Regions from separate parts of the Zea mays genome. Here region 1 is linked to region 2. A link is a contact called in public Hi-C data. All regions are on one chromosome and are shown on one strand. Each heading gives the region's core, a stretch centred on a gene start, on an enhancer-like site or on the middle of the called end of the contact. The rest is flanking DNA. Distances are from core to core; before and after follow the strand shown. Region 1 holds the start of LOC100272664. Region 2 holds the start of LOC103648599.

What was found. A called contact is a pair of places that touch in the nucleus more often than the background predicts.
Region 1: a contact with region 2 is called in a Hi-C map of tassel, with 2.4 times the contacts expected there. The contact joins the promoter of LOC100272664 here to the promoter of LOC103648599 in region 2. A contact is called at or near these places in 2 of 25 Hi-C or Micro-C datasets (ear and tassel).

The regions. Positions count from the first base shown.
Region 1 is chr2:45,988,925-45,996,101 of Zm-B73-REFERENCE-NAM-5.0, reverse strand. LOC100272664 reads left to right here and starts at 4,437. Exons shown (of 5, transcript NM_001359666.1): 1 at 4,437-4,700; 2 at 4,847-4,933; 3 at 5,023-5,090; 4 at 5,211-5,404; 5 at 5,663-5,965. The coding sequence starts at 4,501. The coding sequence ends at 5,758. It overlaps LOC110117500, which reads left to right. Exons shown (of 5, transcript NM_001147836.1): 5 at 2,800-3,023. The coding sequence ends at 2,877.
Region 2 is chr2:45,386,236-45,392,975 of Zm-B73-REFERENCE-NAM-5.0, reverse strand. It overlaps LOC103648599, which reads right to left and starts at 2,588. Exons shown (of 3, transcript XM_035965058.1): 1 at 2,408-2,588; 2 at 500-991; 3 at 1-371. The coding sequence starts at 2,588. The coding sequence ends at 91. It overlaps LOC100194126 (cryptochrome2), which reads left to right and starts at 4,036. Exons shown (of 5, transcript NM_001359400.1): 1 at 4,036-4,579; 2 at 5,122-5,340; 3 at 5,478-6,184; 4 at 6,293-6,740. The coding sequence starts at 4,273.

The DNA.
Region 1 (7,177 bases), core at 3,188-5,687, 600 kb before region 2:
ACGGGGGAGTGAGGCTGAAACATCGGGGCGACGATGTAGTGAAAAAGACTCATCTAACGGAAGGGTTGTAGGTGACCCATCGGACTGCAAGAGATCCGTGAAGGTGTTCAAATCTGGGGACCAACCCGACATTGTGTGAAGAAAGGGGAGTTTGGAAGAGAAAAATGAGATGGAATGGTGTGTGGAATGAGCTCCACCCGGGTAGGGGTATATATAGAGGGATTGGGGATGAAATTTGTGTTTTTTTGCAATTTTTTTCGAATTTTTTGGACTCCAAACGGTCAAAAACGGCTAGTTGCAACGGCTAGCACACGTGGACCAATCAGATCGTGACACGTGGACCAATCAGATCGCGCCACGTCGCTCTCGCCCGCGCTCTCGCCCCGCGCTCTCGCCCCGCCAGTGCCTCGCCTCCCTCTCGCCCGCCTCTCGCCCGGGCGGGCGCTCCAGCGCGGGCGAGAGCGAGGCGATATCGCCCGCTCTCGCCGGGCGCCAGCGCCATCGCCCGGCGCCGGCCTCTCGCCCGCCTATCGCCCGCGCTGCCGCCCGCACTGGCACCAGCCTTAGGCTGAGTCCAGTGCACAGCCTCTCTCTCGCTCCTGTCACGTCAGCTCTCGTCTCCACTCTCGCCCCTGCTGCCCCAGTGCACAGGCTGCAGCAGGCTACAGCCTCCACGTCAGCTTTTCTATTTCAGAATTAAGTAATTCACGCGGATTTATTTCAACGCTCAGAAAACACACAACATAATATTTTTTATTGAATTAAAAATTACAAAGTACATAATAATTAAAATAAAATAACATGATAATTAAAATAAAATTACATAACTCTAATCGGACTCCTCAATCTCATCCTCATCTTCCTCCTCTTCACGTTCCGCTTCTGGTTCCTCTTCTTCGTCATCTAGCAGACAAAGTATATAGAGGGATTGGGGATGAAATTTGTGATTTTTTGCAATTTTTTTCGAATTTTTTGGACTCCAAACGGTCAAACAACGGCTAGTTGCAACGGCTAGCACACGTGGACCAATCATATCGCGACACGTGGACCAATCAGATCGCGTCACGTCGCTCTCGCCCCGCCAGTGCCTCGCCTCCCTCTCGCCCGCCTCTCGCCCGGGCGGGCGCTCCAACGCGGGCGAGAGCGAGGCGATACCGCCCGCTCTCGCCGGACACGAGCGCCATCGCCCGCCTCTCGCCCGCACTGCCGCCCGCACTGCCACCAGCCTTAGGGCTGACAATGGGCCTCAAATTTTACACTATAAAACTTAAAGATCGAATCGAATTAGGATCGGATTTTGTTTATATTTATTTTTGAACTAGAAATAATTTAGTACCCTAACAAATTGTAAAGAGTCATTTGGATCGCGATCGATTACCACCCGGCACGCTAGGATTTTGGTGGTTACGGCGGGCTTCAATTCGTCCAGGGTCGCTTGTTGCTAGTTTGCTACTGTATACTGCGTTAAAAGCTCGTGGCTTGCAAGTCACTGCGCGCCAGCTACTTTTGCTTCGCTCGATTGATGATGCTGTGGAGCTGGAGATACGTGCTGGTCTAACCGATCTGGTTCGGTTGCCTGCCTGGGACTGGGACTAGTGTTGTGAGAGAGTGGCTAGCACGTACGTTTTCGGTTGGGCTTTTACTCTTACTATACCAGGAAGTGCAATGGATGGTGGTACTATAAAACTGTATTTATACTGGACAACTTGGTACAAAGACAGATCACAGAGTAGGAAGGAGTGGGGCCGGGGGTCGCTCGACTTTGTTTGGCATCGTTTTCATTTTATTTTTATTTTTTTTGCTGGCTCACCAAACCAATCCGTCAAGTTTCCATTATGTACTAGTATTATTGTTATATACGAAGTTGTTGTTTCGTCTATAAGTTGTGATGAAACAATTTGCTTGTGTTACACACTCGGTTTAATAATTAGAAGCCGGATGAGAGTGACCGCCGCCGCCGCCGCTGCTTACCTGGTTCATTGTCTGTCTTGCGAGTTGCATTGCCAACTCGTGTTCCTTGCTTTTTTGTTTGTTTGTTTGTTAGTTGGAGACTTGGAGGTAGGTACTGGGTACGTCAGTACGTGCTGACCTGCACTAGTCTAATACCTATAGCGTTGTGATAGTGACTTCCTGCCGCATGTGAAGCGCCAATTAAAGAGCCTAGGTTGCATGGTGCCAATTAAGGACAGCTAGCTACTGAAATAGGTTAAAAAAATTAAGTTGGAGTTGTTTGGTTGGTTGTATTCATATTCACCTCAATCCATGTTTTAGAGTGGTTGACACGAATATTAGTTAATTTTTTTTTACTTTAATCCACTCTAATAAATACAAATTAATGTGATTATAATTATAGCCACACAAATCCTTAGCGAAGCTACGACGCGTGAAGTTTTTATAATATATAAACGGAATAGCTTTATAAGCATGGTGAATAGCTGGTAGGAGCATTGAGTAGCTAGGAGAGCTAGCTAGAAGCTGTTTTGACCTATTTTTTGATATGTTCAGTTGGTTACCAACAATTTCTGGGTAGCCACGATTCCGTAGCCCATCGTGTAATTTATTTAGGGCTTATTTGTTTTACTCTCAATCCATATGGATTGGGTAGGATTGAATGAGTTTCAAACTCGAACAAGTTAAAAAATTTCATAATTTTTTTAATCCCATCGAATTCACCTAGGATAGAAATAATCGAACAATACCTACTGACGAAAATATGTGGACCTTAGACTATATCTATACGTGGTTATTTCATTTGTATTCATAGAGATGATAACTATTGTGATCGCTTGCATTGATCAGGTTGACGAGATAAAGGAACAAGTTGATTCAATCGTCGATCCCTTAATCGACAAGGTTGTCAAGGATAAAGAAACCTAGAGAGAAGGAACCAAGGAGGAGGCAATGACATGATGTAGATTATTGAAGGTATAAAGATTGGTTAAGCGGTGCCGCGGTGGTAACCGGAAGAAAATACCTACCGCATGTAAACAAATCACTAAATATAAATCTAAGAAGTTTTCGAGAAAAAGCTATTCTCTAACAGTTATATAATACATGTTCTTAAATTTACTTACTTCTTATAAAACTCAATTCCTTCCCTACATATATCAACAAAGTTGAGACTCCCTAAATGCTAAGTCCATCGTAAAAAGCAAACTTCAACCTCTGTTTCACGTCATCCTACCATCCTATTAACCATAATTCTACCTCCAGCGTCAGACTAACTCCAGCAGATCATCCAAAGTTTATCCATAAGCATTGTTTTGCATTGTTCTGCATTATATACTTCACTGTTCGCAAAGTGAAATTTGAATATAGGTATAGATAAGCTGCTAAAGATAGTCTGCCGTCACCATTAAACAACCTCTTATATCGAGGCAGCGTCTGAGCATCTCATGTGCTGTCGTCGCAACCGTCTTTGTTTTCGGACAACTCCAACCTTCAAAGATATCGGAGAATGTTGTTGATACTGATTTCTATCCTAGTTTAATTAAAAACAGAACGAAAGCTAACATCTATATTTTTTGTTGACAGACAACTTAAAAAATTAGCAACCAATAAATATAGAATTATTAAAGCATAAATATTTTTACTTCAAATTATTTTAGCGACTTCCTAAGTTTTATTTCAGGGTGCTAAACTATAGTAGATGCTCATAAAGAAAAATAGAGGAAAATACGGAAGCAACATGGCGCGTCTAAATATCATCTCGGGTTATCCATCCATAATAATGGCAACACAAAAAAAAAGCCCGAGGAGAAAGCCTCTCAGGGCTAATTAGAAAACTCAAGTCACCTTCGAAATCGAAGGGGATTGGAGAGGAAATTAGTTCATTTCCAACTCAATTCTCTCAAATCCCAAAGGATATTTAAAGTTTCCAAAGTAGTCCTCATGGTTGATGAATAACCCTGTTCGGCTTGCTAAACTTTACTTAAATTTGAACTACTTATAATTTTTCCAGTAGAAGTTCTTATGAATTGTTGTTCATATATTTGATGTCAAAACAGATGTTAAATTCATAGAACACTATAAAAACAGGGGCAAAATCATATGGGAAAACTAGACTTCCTAGATGAAATATCACCGTTAGCAAAATAACAAAGTTAAAAAAAATGAGAGAGAAATCGCAATTAAGCTTTAAAAACATATGCAAGAATACAATACAAGAGCCCGTGTTTTTTTTGTTGGCAGCGAGAGCTTTTATTGTACTAGCGCCACCGGTTCTAGTTCCCGCGTGCTTATCTCTATTGCCTCGTGCTCTTTTTCTGTACAAATGGACACATCTGACGACTGACCACGTTCTCCTTCAGCATACTGCTAGTTGGCTCACAGAGATAGATCTGACAGTTTTTCATATTTTTTTTCTTATTTCTGTTTTTTAAAGAGAGAGGTCTCACGGCACGGCACGGCATCGGCATCGGCTACATAGAAGAAGACAGCAACACAAGCTTAGTCGTCCTCGTCCCCCCAATCTTCAGCCCTTGTTCATCAACAAACCACATGGCCGCGCTCGGTCCTGCTTCTGTTACCTCCACGGGCTTGGCGCTGCACACCCCTGCGATTCCTCATCGTCGGCGTCGCCACGGGAATGCAGTGGCCTGTGCGTCGTCGTCTCAACACCAGCGAAGCCTTAATGGCTTGGCGATGAGTTCTTCAGGCACGAACAATGCCTTGCCCATCAAAGGAATTACCACTACACGGTAAAAAACGCCTCCCTTTCCTACAGAGCTCCTCGTGTACAGATCCAAGCAAGTCTTTTCCAGACCTCAGTAGCAGCCTTCAGCTTGCATCCGCACAGCGGCTTGCCGGCTTTGTGTGCAAAGTTTCACTTGTTGTTCTGGTTCAGGGTTCCTGCAGTCGGTCGTTCGGTCCCTGCAGCGAATCCGTCGCCGTCAGGAGGGAACAACCTCCCGGTGCCCAAGATTCCTCCGTGGTGAGCGAAGAACACAGCTGACACTTGCGTCGTTGCTTGTTTCTGAATGTATCTGATCGATGGATTTTTTCTTCTCGCTCCTCGATCAGGGTCAAGTGGGTGGCTGGCGCCGTCATATTTGCAGTGCCCATGTACAGGAGGTTCAGAGCTTTAGAAGGTAAACAGATATCGATCGATCGATGGATCGCGTATTCATCGGTTCGCGAGACCATTTCCTACTACAGTACAGCACATAGCGCGTGCCGTCATGTTTTTGATCGCGGTGCGCGCATGACAGACAAGATAGAGAAGACGGCGGAGGTGGCGATCGAGGTGATCGACAAGGTGGCGGAGGCGACGGAGAAGGTCGCCGGCGAGGTCGCCGACGAGTTCCCCGGCAACGAGAGCATCAAGGAAGCAGCCTCCAGGATCAAGAAGGTCATGCACGTGGTCGAGGAAGACGCCGACAAGGCTGAGGCCCTGATCGAGAAGGTTGGTTTAGTTACGTACGCAAGCTAGTCTATTATTGCCAGTAGTAGTTGCTAATATAATATTTTGGATGCTGAGACTGACTGACAGCATCTTCATGAGATCTGACCGTAAAGAAGTGGATGGCTCTATAACCAGCCTTATTAGATCTATGATCTATCTAAATAATGGATGGCCCTGAACCGTAGAAAACGTCTCATCTTTATTACACATACAAACATAAAGAGGATAACTGTTGTTGTGCTCGCTTACCATGAGCAGGTCGACGAGATAAAGAAAGATGTGGATTCGATTGTCGATCCTATAATCGGCAAGGTTGCCAAGGATAAATCGCGGAGAATGAACCAAAAAGGATGACAGCAGTCGGTGAATTGAAAGGAGCGCAAACATTGCTCGGACGGAAAGGGAAGCAACAGGACGCGTCTCGTTTCGTCTCATGTTTATCTCGTGCCATGGCTTCCTACGTACAAACAGGAGATGAGGCATATGATGGTGTAAAACACTCTTTTATATTGTAGATTGTACTAAGAGAGAAGTTCGAAATAAGAGATGAGATAAGATGAGAGATGTCATGAATAAGTTGTTGCACTACCGGAATAAACGAACTAAATCTACCAGCTATAGAAAACACTGTTATAATTGTCCCCAAAACGGTACATGTAGGTCTATATAGTGTAGAAACATAGCATAAAAAATTTAGTTGGCAAAATAAAAAAAATAAAAATATTCTTTGCCGAGTGCCAAAAAAAGGCACTCGGTAAAGACGTCTTTGCCGAGTGTCAACGCTCGGCCCTCGGCAAAGGTTAACGACCGTCAGTTTTAGATGGCCGCTGACGGCCCTTTGCCGAGCGCCACCTTCGCCGAGTGTTCTGCACTCGGCAAAGAAGTCTTTGCCGAGCGTATTTCTGTGCCGAGAGTCCTACACTCGGTAAACGAGCTCGTTACCGGGAGCAGGACTTTGCCGAGTGCGGCTCTCGACAAAGGCTTCTTTGCCGAGTGTCCGACAAAAGCACTCGGTAAAGCTCCTGACACTTGACAAAGGCTCAAATTCTGGTAGTGTTGGAGGCATCCTAAAAACTTGTATGATAATCAGAGGAAGAAATTCTCCTAACGACATGAGTAAAACATATGTCTGAATTTAACATTGCGGTTATTTTAAAGACAGAGAGAATTGGGATAGATGATCAATCGGACGGCCTAGTCCGACACAACACACCTATTATTGTACTCGTGGTCCCGAGCCTAAGGACCTACCTTGGCTTTAGGCCTTTAGCTATAGTAGCCTACTATGTTAGAAGGCTTGATCTCATATCCCTAAAATTGTAAGACAATTCCAACCATCATTATACATTAGAATGACATAAAATCTATGCATTAGGTGTCCTATGACGCCCTATATTTTGGGGGGCATTCGTTTAACGGTATATTCGATTGGCTTTAATTCGTACCGACTTTTATTATTTCTATAGTGTTTTTATCTCTATGGATTGCAGTTACAGCAGTCCAAACAAGTGACTTTAATTTGAAACGAACAACCTAAATCTTCTCTTGGTCGTCTAAGGCTCCTATTGGCCCCTCGGATCTCTAAGGCATCAACATATATACTAAAGAATATAATTGGCCAATGTTCCAATGGAAGGATGACCCCAAAGGGACGACACTATGCTCAAAGTCTACTCTGGATGGCAATATGTGTTGACAATTTGGATAAGTCTCCCATACATCACATTACATATGATGTACGATGTTATAGTCTGTCTAACAAGCATACCGTTG
Region 2 (6,740 bases), core at 1,339-3,838:
CGACCCATTTTGATCTGAGCCGCATCTCATCAGGTTAACGGTTCAGATCGCACCAGGCCAAATCAGTATCGGACCTCTAATCTGAGCCGATCAAAGGGAGATCAACGGCCAGTGACCATCGTTCCTAACTTCTAATCGTGGTCGCACCAGTCTAATCCGACGGCGCCAGACCGACTTCTCCACCCCAACCCAGTGTGCGGCGGCGCCGCCCCTTCGCACCGCACAATCACACCGGAGAAGGCCCTGGCTGCCCAGGACACCGTTCTTATTTCTTAAGCACGAATAGATTCTAGGCGCAGTAGAGACAAATGCGATCGTAGATGAGGCCTTCTTACCGGCGATTGGGCTCCTAGGATTCCTGTCCACGACGCCTGGCGGTGCACAGTGGAACACACAATGCCAGTGAGGAATTCGCTGCCCCATGGTAACCCCCGACGGATTTCTTTCGCCAGGCGCAGAGGCATTGTATTGAACGAGATAAATGCACTTGATTCGGTACCTTGAGCCAACCCACGCCGACTAGCCCACGGACTGGGAGATATGGCGCTCACGTCGAGTAGCAAGGGTGCTCCCCAGTGAGCTTCAGCGGCGATCTTCCCCGAAAGTTCTGGAGCTCGGCCGCCAGGGATGATGCCGAGCGTGGCTCTTGAATCAGGCGGCGTCGAGGTAGGGGCTGTGGTCGGACTTGGGCAGCGGCGCCCAGAGATGGTGGCCAAGGACCCGCGCACCAGGAAGATCTCGGTGTAGAGGATGGTGACCGGCCAAAGTTGGAGCACGAGCGTTCGGATTTGGAGCCTGCTGGTGTCCTCACGACGACCAAAGGTGAGCCTGCGCGGAGGGGAAGCTGAAGAGGAGCAGGGCCCATGGTGGCTGGGAGGAGGCCGGTCCGACGGCTTGGGAGATGGAGACCGAGCGGTCGACCACCAGGCGGATTGCACGAGGAAGAGGAGAAGGCTGGGTGGGCGAAGGAGGGAGCAGGGGAGTGCTCCCACTTATCCTCCGTGGGCTCGGCTCGGGCTGGAAGGCGGTCGTCCACGATTCACGGCAATGGCGGCGAGCATCTCGCGCGAGGTGGGTGAGTACGGCGACAATCGCGCGGATCTGGCATCCCCCCAGTTGACGGACCGCACCAAGTAATGACAGACGGGCCCCATGCGTCAGAGGATCATCCCACTGCGCGCGACATACGGGCCCGCGTGCGAAGAGCTGGCCGGCTGCGGTGGGGACCCACATGTAAGTGACACAGGCGCACACAGGTGGAGAGATGGGCTGGTGCGTGGGGTTTGGGGAATGGGCCGAATTCAACCCCGGGGCCCAGCATAGGTGATAAACCTTTTCCTTTGTTTATTTATTTTTCCTTTCTTTCTATTTTCAATTCCTCTCATATTTTGTATTTCTATTTTGAATTAAATGTAAACAGAGTTCAAACTTAGATCAAATGTACAATCTCAAATATTGGTATAAACAATTTTATATTTACTTATACATCCATATCCTTTGTTTTTGTGTGGTTTTTCCTTCTCTTTCTCAAATTATAGAATTTCCTTTAGAATTCCAATTCCAATTTGGGTACCAACATTTTTCTTTTTACATTATTTTTTTATATTGTCACAAAATGCTTCACAAAGCAAAACCTCAGCATGATGCATATTCTATTTTAGTATCTTTTATTTTAACTAATCACCCTTAATTATAGGTATGTTCTTGTTACGATGAATATATGGCACACAACATAATGAGATTTACTATACCCTCATCGTACACATTTTCTTGGTGTTACAATTTGACACGAAACACAATGACGGACCGGGCCGGCCTGTCCCGGCCCAATTCCCACACTAACCTCGAGTGCTAGTTGCGCAACCGACATCTTTGGACAACACTGATTGCATCAAATTCGAAGCCAACCCGGAAGCACCCTTCACTGATTGCATCAAATTTCCACAATTTCTTCCTCGCTGTTACTCGCTTTCACCGCCGCCCGCAGGAACAGCATCAGGCTTCAGCCTCGCTGTGCCTGCCCGTGGCGCCTCCGGCCGCTGGCGCCGGCCTAACTCGATCGTGCCGTCCCACCTCCGGCCGCGCCGCCTCTAGCCCGCACGAAACCGCAGGCCGCCGTGGCCGGATGTGCGCGCTCCACCAAGACCCTAGCCGCGCCCGACCATATACCATCAGGCCCTAGCCGCGCGGCATGGCCGCCCGCGCCCGCGCGCGTGCTCTCCCATCTCAGCCGTGGCCGTGGCCACACGTAGCCGGGAGAAAGAAGAACAGACGCAGCCGCATTAGGTCTATTTCAAAGATAAGATGGATAGCTGATGAAGCTACTACGTAATAAATCTAGATTTTTTTTTTGTTCTGAGGTGTGGAAGTATCCTAAACATGCTTACACGGACGGAGCAGGCCGCACCATCATCTATCTCCCCCATCGTGGAATGAAATCGCGCGCGGCAGATGGCGATGGCATCGCCGCCGTCGTCGCGAGCGACTTTATGCGCCCACCCACGCAAAAGGCGCAAGGGCGGCAACAGCGACCGCCCGAATGGAATGGAATGGAATGGAATGGGCATCATCCGCGGCCGGGCCCCCATCGACCCATTCCATCTCTAATCCCCGGCCGCTCCTCCGACGCACACGGAACACTGCACAACGTTGGGGTTCGCGGTCTGCAACTGAAACGAGTTTGAGGAGGAGCCCTCCCTGTTTCGGAGCAGCAGCGCTAGCTCTCGTGCTTTTCCGGGCACTAGGACGAGGACGAGGACGAGGTGACAGGACAGCGTCGCGTCCGTTGGACGTGCGTGCCACCCATGAACGATCATGCGTTAAGATAGGTTCTCTTATCATCATCTACAGACGATCGACCACAGCGAATATATATATTCGTCGTCACGAGGATCTGGATGCAAAGGCAGGCATTAGGCCAGGCCAGCCATGCGTAGCCGGGCTCCATCATCCAAGTTTCCCAAGCCTTTTTTAGATCAGTACTACAGGTCAAGCATGCACAAGTGCACAGCGCTGTCAGGAAAGGAAAGGAAAGAAAAGGGGGGCCCCCGACGCGCCTCACGTCCATGCGCCGCCCATCCAGGAACTGCTTTGCATATAGAGCTTATCCGGTAGGACTATATATGTTGCGTTTTATCATTAATCATGTACTTTGATTTATATCTAACGTAACGTAGGAGCAGAATTGCTCACTGAGATACGAACACGCGCGGCTCTATATATCTCCAAAATATAGTGTGACAATAATTAGAGATTCTAACTAAAAAGAAACAGTTGGATGGCAATAAAAAGGTTAATATGGAGAGAATCTTTTAGATTATTATTGATGTGAAGAGACTCTTGGAGAGTTGGAGTTGCTCCATTGATAAACTAGAACGTGAAAGCTCGATTATTAATCCATTGTTAGGCGATGTGTGGTCCCTACAACGGTACAATAAAAAGGGTTTGAACCAACCAAGAAGACATTTTTTTTCTGGATAAAGCTTGCCTTTTTGCATTAGATAAGACGGACTCTTTTTTGCCAGCATTATTAGAGAAGACGTCGAACATTCGCACCAAAGGAAAATGGCAAAGGCTAGGATACTTGTTTGGAGAGGAGAGAGAGAGAGAGGAGAGAGAGAGAGAGAGATAGCTGTGTTACTTTGATCACAGTGGGCAGAAAAAGGCACTCACAGCATTTTTTTGCTAAAAATAATCAAACGTGCCGCTCCAAACTTTACGGGATGCCTTTTGCTTTGAGAAATTTAATCCTTGCTTTTTTTTTTGGTTTTTGTAGCCCTGTTTTGTTCTTAAAGTGAAGTTATCTTATCTCAATGAAAGCAAAGCCTAGTATTTCACGGGAAAGCCGATAAGTAGAGAATTCCACTATTAACAAACCATTTTGATTTCTCCCCCTTTAATTTTCTCTGTCGGAATAATAATGCTATTGTAATACAGAGTAGGGAATATTATATAGAGGGAAACGGTGAGGGCCAGGGAGGCAAATGGACAAGGAGAAAAGTTAGATCAAACCTAGCCAAGCAATCCTGATATCCACAGCCTCTTTCTCCACTGGACGAGAACTGTCCCAGCAGAAACCAGAAGCACCAACTGCAAACATCAGAGAAGAGAAGAGTAGGGGGGAAATTACTACTCTACGACTCGTGCGCCCACTCCTCCACTGTTCTTGGGAATCTCGGGGGAGAAGAGGAAGAAAGCAGTGGGTCTCAGCGCACCACTCATTATTCCTGGCTCCATGGCTTCCTGACGTCCCTGTGCGGCGGGGACCCGGCGATGAGGATCGTGGTGTGGTTCCGGAGGGACCTCAGGGTGGAGGACAACCCGGCGCTCGCGGCGGCGGCGCGTGCCGGTGGGGAGGTGGTGCCGGCGTACGTCTGGTCGCCAGAGGAGGAGGGCCCTTACTACCCCGGCCGCGTATCCCGGTGGTGGATCAGCCAGAGCCTGAACCACCTGGACGCCTCGCTCCGCCGCCTTGGGGCGGGAAAGCTTGTCACGCGGAGGTCGGCCGACGCCGCCGTCGCGCTGCTCCAGCTGGTCCGCGACACCGGCGCCACGCACGTCTACTTCAATCATCTATACGGTTTGTTCCATGCTTCCACCCAGTAGGAAATATTCTTCCTCTCATATTGTTATTGATTTCTTTTTATATTGTTATCACTCAGCGATTGTATCCAGGATTCCCCTCCTTGGTACACAATTATCGAACTTGGCTTCACTAGATAAAACAAATCAATTGCAGTTTCTTTCTTTTTTGTTTCACTATTCATCTGAATTGTTCCATGTCGAGCAGATCTTTATATTATTGAGGTTGTGCTTGATATATTAGAACTCGTAACTCCACATGTCAACTGCTTCCCAGTTGAGCAAGAGCCCTGGTCTCAAGCCTTGAGTCTTGATAAACCTCCACTTGCCAACTGAGTAAAATCCCAGCATTTCGCCGTCTCCTTAACTCACAAAAGTTCTTTGCTTCCCTAGTCCATCCCATTGAGGTATGCCAAGTTCCACATATAGTAGTTCTGTAGTGCTTTAGTTTTCACTCCACTAATTGCTTGGCCTGGTACTAAGAGAAGATGCTTTAGGCCTTTGAGTCCATCTCATCTTACTGTGTCACCATCTTTTCAGACCCGATCTCACTGGTCAGGGACCGCCGGTTGAAGGAGATGCTGGCGGCTGAGGGCATCGTTGTGCAATCTTTCAATTCGGATCTGCTGTACGAGCCATGGGAAGTTGTCGATGATGAAGGGCAGCCATTCACCATGTTCGACCCGTTCTGGAACAGGTGCCTCAGCATGCCGTATGACCCCCCTGCACCGCTTCTGCCCCCGAAGAGGATCAATTCAGGTGCTTGAAGGACTATGAGTTTAAATTTTTCTAGCTTCTACTTGTACAGATAGCTTACTGACGACACATTGTGCTTCTGCTACAAGATGATGTTGAATTAGCTCTTTAGTTGATTGGCTGGCTGGAATTATGAACAGGTGACTTATCGATGTGCCCATCGGAGGATCTGATCTTTGAGGACGAGTCAGAGAGGGGAAGCAACGCTCTTCTGGCCCGAGCGTGGACGCCAGGGTGGCAGAACGCAGACAAGGCGCTGACGGCCTTCCTCAACGGCCCACTGGCCGACTACTCAGTGAACCGCAAGAAGGCCGATAGCGCGAGCACGTCCCTGCTGTCGCCTCACCTGCACTTCGGCGAGCTTAGCGTGCGCAAGGTCTTCCACCTAGTTCGCATGAAGCAGCTCGTGTGGAGCAACGAGGGCAACCACGCTGCCGAGGAGAGCTGCACCCTGTTCCTCCGTTCCATCGGCCTGCGGGAGTACTCCCGGTACCTGAGCTTCAATCACCCGAGCAGCCATGAGAGGCCCCTCCTGGCGCACCTCAGGTTCTTCCCCTGGGTGGTGGACGAGAGCTACTTCAAGATTTGGAGGCAGGGAAGGACCGGGTACCCGCTCGTCGACGCTGGCATGAGGGAGCTGTGGGCGACGGGGTGGCTGCATGACCGGATACGTGTGGTGGTGGCAAGCTTCTTCGTCAAGGTCCTCCAGCTTCCATGGCGATGGGGCATGAAGTACTTTTGGGACACGTTACTGGATGCTGATCTTGAGAGCGATGCGCTGGGCTGGCAGTACATCACTGGCTCTCTTCCTGATGGCCGGGAGCTTGACCGCATCGACAACCCCCAGGTGCGTGCGTGCAGCCTTTTTTTTTAGCTTCTGAATACACGACGCCGCCTAGTAATGATAGATAGATAATACTGAACACTGATGCACTGTCATGGCAATCAATGTCAGTTTGAAGGCTACAAGTTCGACCCGCATGGGGAGTACGTCCGGCGATGGATTCCTGAGCTCGCAAGGCTGCCGACGGAGTGGATACACCATCCATGGGACGCGCCTGTCTCCGTGCTGCAAGCTGCAGGAATCGAGCTGGGCTCTAACTACCCTCTCCCCATAGTGGAGCTGGACGCGGCCAAGGGCAGGCTGCAAGCGGCCCTGTCAGAGATGTGGCAGCTGGAGGCGGCGTCGAGGGCCACCATGAACAACGGGACGGAGGAAGGCCTCGGCGACTCCTCGGAGGTCCTGTTCCCTCAAGAGCTGCAGATGGAGGTCGACCGGCAGCCAGCCCCAGCCGAGGCAGCAGCCAACGTGCACGTGCACGTGCCGATGCCTGCCCGGAGGCGCGGGGACCAGATGGTGCCCACCATGACGACCTCTTCGCTGAACAGAGCTGGAACAGAGG